2 separate regions of the Hordeum vulgare genome follow, and region 2 is linked to region 1. A link is a contact called in public Hi-C data. All regions are on one chromosome and are shown on one strand. Each heading gives the region's core, a stretch centred on a gene start, on an enhancer-like site or on the middle of the called end of the contact. The rest is flanking DNA. Distances are from core to core; before and after follow the strand shown. Region 1 has its middle 96 kb from the start of LOC123445254. Region 2 holds the start of LOC123440715.

The links. Hi-C and Micro-C count contacts between places; a contact is called where the count stands out from the background.
Region 2: a Hi-C map of leaf shows a contact between it and region 1, with 2.4 times the contacts expected there. The contact joins the promoter of LOC123440715 here to the enhancer-like site in region 1. A contact is called at or near these places in 2 of 6 Hi-C or Micro-C datasets (leaf and seedling).

What each region holds. Positions count from the first base shown.
Region 1 is chr3H:575,904,449-575,907,184 of MorexV3_pseudomolecules_assembly, forward strand. No RefSeq gene overlaps it. Among protein-coding and RNA genes, the nearest start is that of LOC123445254, 96 kb to the left of the region's middle. Within about 2 kb of position 1,338, at least 3 of the 3 cell types and tissues checked have open chromatin away from gene starts, as enhancers often do. A contact at or near this core is called in leaf and seedling, where this site is marked.
Region 2 is chr3H:576,374,476-576,377,211 of MorexV3_pseudomolecules_assembly, forward strand. It overlaps LOC123440715, which reads left to right and starts at 1,410. Exons shown (of 4, transcript XR_006630352.1): 1 at 1,410-1,646; 2 at 1,739-2,736.

The DNA.
Region 1 (2,736 bases), core at 88-2,587:
TTCTTACTTAATTACCTTTGGTTAGCCTCACGGGATCAATTGCATGCACAGCACAGTAGGAGTGCTCCATAGTTAACTCTTGCCACAGCCTTTTTCAGTCGATCGATCCCACCATGCAGTCTGTTTCGTTCAAAATCTCGAAATTACTCGTACGGACCGGAGCAGTGCTATGATGCTATCTGTTTCCTGCGCTTATAATAGCTACTCCTAAATCCTAATTCGCTCAATTACTACAGAATCTTCAAGTAGATCGCGTCCCCGTCGCAAAACCAGGGACAGCAGCTGGCAGCTGCTCCCGTTCACCAGACAATCTGGGAGGCAGAGGTATCCCCAGCGCAAGTACGTCCGGTCAAAGATAGTGCTCCCGTTATATGTTCAGTCCGTTCGTGTTTAATCAATCCATCCATCGGCTAATGCGGTTGCATGACGATGGTTGGTCGTTTGTTGTATGTTCGGGTCATGCATCATGCAGAGATATTGAGCTGCCCGTCTCCAAACCGGCAGGATTCCACGAGGCATGCATGCAATTTGACCAGGAATACGTGTGTGCTTAAATATTCCTCGAGCAAACAAATACGTGCTGCACTATACCAAACATGTCTCGTGCTCTTTATTTGGTGGACGAGCTCCAGGGACTCTTTATAGCCTTATTATTCGGTGTTGCGCCGCGCGTGTCACTACTCACCAGTTAATGGCGCCACCAAACCATCGACTGATTAGCCTTTGATTAAACGCTCCATCCGCTGACTCGTACGTAAGTAGGAGTACGTGCTGGATGGAAACGGCGAAACGTGTGCGATGACGATGGGTGTACGACCAGGTGCGATGCATCTGATTTGAATCCAAGTACTGTAGTTGGGTTTGCACAAATGTAGGTAGGACACTTCGGAGTCCCGTCCCCCTTTGCGCTCCAAAGGTGCGGCGCATTTGTTCGGAGTAGGTATAGATAGACAGGGCTGCCACTGCCTCGCCGTGAGTTTGAATATGACCCCCAAATAAAGGGTCCCACGACACGAATGCCCACCATCCATCTTGAAGGTTTTTTATTAAAGAAAACCTAACATGTTGCATGTCGGAGATACAGAAAAGAGAGTGCAAACCAAAATGTAGCCTCCATGGTCTCCTGCTACCAGCATGGATATGGAAATTCTAACGCTACAATTCTTCTACCTCTGCCTCAGCTTCTGTCCCTTTTTGGCTGTGAACAAGTGATAACAAGAGGAGGAGAAAGAGAGCACTGGGATAAGACGAAGGGGATGGCTGTTAACGGAATGCTCCCTGGCCTAAATGGTCCAATCACACTCCGCTCATCTTTAGGTGGCTTGTCTCTGTTGATCTCTTCACAACACGCATGATAAAAAAGGCCAAGGAAGCTAACGGCAATGATCTCAGTGGAGGGCCCTGCACCCAAGCTAGCAGCTAGCGATAGACAAACCTTTTCCCGCTCACCATCTCGCATCTGCATCTCCACGTTCCCCGGTCACTTTCCCGTTCTTATTATTATCGCCACTGCATGATCCTGTACGCACGCGAGAGCATAAAGTTCGTCCGAAGAGAGTGGGGAGAAAGAGCAGTCTGTCTGCCTGAAATTGAGGGCCTTAACAGGGTTACCATGTTTTCACCTTCAGTATCAACGGGGAGATTAATTACAGTCTAGGACGATTATCATGAGCTTAGACTCGTGGACTACCACATGTTGGCCTAACCCCATCCAGTCATTTTCAGCTCCGAGTGCTCTCTTGACGAATTTTTTTGGAAATGTCTAATGTGCAGAAACTGATGTGATGTGTCTGTGGGGACAATTAAACACGGACAAGGAAGGAAGATTAAAATTATTGCATCTCTCCCCTCCGATGCCGCCTCCCGTTACTTTCAAACCGCGCGAGCTATTTATCTTTTGGACATCACATCACATCACACCACGGCATGAAAGTGAAGCACAACTTGAGCTAGGCAGGAAAACATAATAATTCTTTTGCGGTGGTAAGCAAAGACTAGCTCACCTACTAGTTTATTGCGAGTTGGGCGTAATTGGAGCAACATCCTTAGTTGTATTATTATGCAAAGTAATCTAGTTTAGACACGTGGCGCGTCTCGAGGAGGATACCCGCTCAAGGAATGCTTTACGTCCCCGTCACCTGGACCTTAAAACACGTACTTAATCCAGCCTCTCTCCTGACGTGTTCCTCAATGCTAGCTACTCTCTCCGTTCATAAATATAAGTCTTTTTACAAATTTCATTAAGGGGCTACATACAAATTAAAATGAGTGAATCTATACATTAAATTATCTCTATATACATCGTATGTAGTTCTTTAATAAAACCTCTTAAAAGACTTATATTTAAAAACGGAGGGAGTAGCTAGCTAAAAGTGGATTCCATAATACCGCATATAGATGGGCATTTTAAATCAGGACACCCAAAATCAAACTACTCACTCTGTTCCTAAATATAAATATTTAAAAATAATAATATGAACTATATAAAAAGTAAAATAAATAAATCTACATTTTAGATATGTTCATATACATACGTATCTAGTCTGTATATAAATATTTGAAAAAAATCTATATTTAGAAACGAAGGGTGTGTGTCTTCAAATAGACGGATAAGCATGTTTACGTAGGTCCTGGACGATGATTTGTTTTGCCACTACAGTTGGACTTAGCAGCTGGTTAATACACATCTATGCAGGTTTCCTTTGGGCGCTATGTAGGCAGGCTCAATAATTTTGT
Region 2 (2,736 bases), core at 160-2,659, 470 kb after region 1:
GTATGTGAAATAAAGGAATATCAATACTAAAATGTGAATTACCATAATAATTGGCAAATATTAGTACGGTATTTCCTTCATGAGTGGGTATTCCAATTATTTATTTTCCCAAGATTATCTCGTGAAACAGATAATTTTATTTCTCTATCGCAGATGCCTAGAAAGCACACTAAATAGCATACGCACGAAGCAGAGCCGATCGATTTATCTATAACATGGGTGTTGTAGTCACCTAATCTGGGTATGCCTTGTGTCATGATAGATCAACCGGGCCAAGCCCATGCATTGCGCTTGTTACCCACAAATTTGCAGACATTTTTTTTAACTGATGAGCATTTCGAAAGTCATGATTATCTTTTGACTTCACGAAATTTCTAAATTTTGTGAACATTTTTTGAATTCACTGAGATATTTTCAAATTCATGAACACTTTTTATATTGATGTTTGTTTGGATCTGTGATTTGTTTTGAATTCTCAATCATTTTTCTGAGTTGGCGAACAATTTTTGAGTTCATGATTTTTTTTGGATCCATGTACCTTTATTGAATTTGTGAAGATTTGTTAAACAGATGGACATATTTAGAATTTGTGAATACTTATTCGAATTAGTGAACATTTTTAAATAAAAGACTGGCTGAAATAGAATATACAATATGAAAAGAACAAGCTCGCCTGGATCCTCGTGCTCATCGTGGCACACTGCCTTTTTTAGTCTGAAAAAAGAGACGAGGTTCTTTTCCGAAAAAAAGAGAGATGAGGTTGAGAGCAAATTGAGTGAAACAAATTTTTGGTCAGTCAACTGACCCAAATTTTGTTTTCAGTCAACTGATCTCTAACCGATACCATTTCTTAAAGAAGATATTCCATCGCTCAGAAAATTGCGAAGCAGGCTGCCTCACCAGTTCCCTGTCTAGATGGAAACATTCACCAAAGACATAAACCACTGCCGCCATACCACCGGGCATTGACCGCCCCGTCGCATAATCCGAATCACTCTATGAGAGTCCGAATGGACGACCATTCTATCAGGGACGAATTTAGGGGGGGGGGGGGGGGGGGGGTTTCTTCTACTATGATTATGGTTGTTGTAGCCAAAAAAATTAACTTCATATAAACTTTGCCCCCTCTATGCATGAATGCTGGCTCCGTCTGTTTCACCCCACCGGAACTGTTAGAGGTCAAGAGACCACGGGAGAGAGCTGGTGCTTCAGCCGATATTGCTGAACATCAGCAACAAGATTCTGGCATGCATTTGCCGCTGCCCAGGAGTCTTCTGCACCGCGTTGATCCAGTTGGGCTGTCCACATCGAAGCCCGCGTGGATATGTTGATAGCGCGTTGTTCCTTTTGTCTTCACCCTCAAGAAAGGAAGACACGGTCAGATTTACTTCATGCAGAAGTCTCCCGATTGAGCCTTGTATATACCCTCTGAAACTGTCGTACGCAGATCGAAGGAGCCAACCGACCGAAAGAAATGAGCAGCTGGTTGATGAAGATGAGGAGGTCGATGCAGATGCCCGTGGAAGCGGAGGGGAAGGCGGAGCTGTTTTGCGTCGTCTTCAGCGTCCCGTGCCCGGGAGATCCACCCGTGCAGGGAGATTATGTGGAAGAACGTGTGCACCAAAGCATCAAGATCTCTGGTTACGGTCAGTTTCTCTTGTCACCGTGCCTTCACTTTCTTTTTTGCGAGGGATTTTTGTTCACTTATTTTCTCCTCTAAATATCGTTTTTTTTTCAGTTCTTGACGCTAAATAGTTCTACTTACATAGTACTTCTGCAGAGGAATGGTACGTAGGTATGGATACATGGCTGGCTATCTAGAAACTCTTTTGCTGTTGGTGTAATTTCCTAACATCACTCTCACCTTAAGCCCGTGCACCCAAACCACGTCTCCAGAAACTTCAATCTGTTCTTAACCCCAAACACAAATTGCAACGGCGAGGTGTTTAGTTTCTTAGTAGTTGACTGGGAGAAGTTCTTCATGGCCGAGATCAGTTCGAACTCATGATCTCATCCAATTTCAATCCCATTTCTTCCGGTTATCGACTTTGGCTGTCGGGATTTTTCTTCGTGAAGAAGAAAATATCACGTATGTATGGCGCGGCCGTGCGGTGGTGATCGCGAGCTTCAGAGCTCAGACTCCACTCCAGCGACTTGGTCCCTGTTCGAAGACGCTTCCGCTCCCTTCCGGATCTACAGTTAAAAAATAAGAGAGCTCAGGTTTTTCAGTTTCGCAGATTCTAGGAGCTGATGGATTACCAAACAGGGCCTTAGTCAACGGCAAGCCACTAGAACGGTGAGGCTGTCACGATGTTGGTGAGGTGAGATCGTGTGGAGATCCGTGCGTATCCAGTTCAACCCTCCTTTTTCATCCGGGGCAACTCTCCTTGTATACGGTCACAAAAGTCAAAATAAACTCTTGTTAAAGACAGCTTTTTTTCTAAAAAGAGGATTACCTCCGGCCTGTGCATCAATACGATGCATGCGATCCCTTTACAGACAGCTTATGGCAAGAGCTCTTTTTTTAGTGTTTCATGCCAAGAGTTTTTTTTTGAGTGTTTTATGCTAAGAGTTTGATGATGATGATGATGATGATGTGTGTGTGTGTTAGGAAAGAAACACTTTTATTTTCACACAAAATATTATTACTTTCTTTCTAAATTACTTGTTTTACATTTGTCTAGATACAGATGTATCTAACACTAAAACGTGTCTAGATACATCTGAATCTAGAAA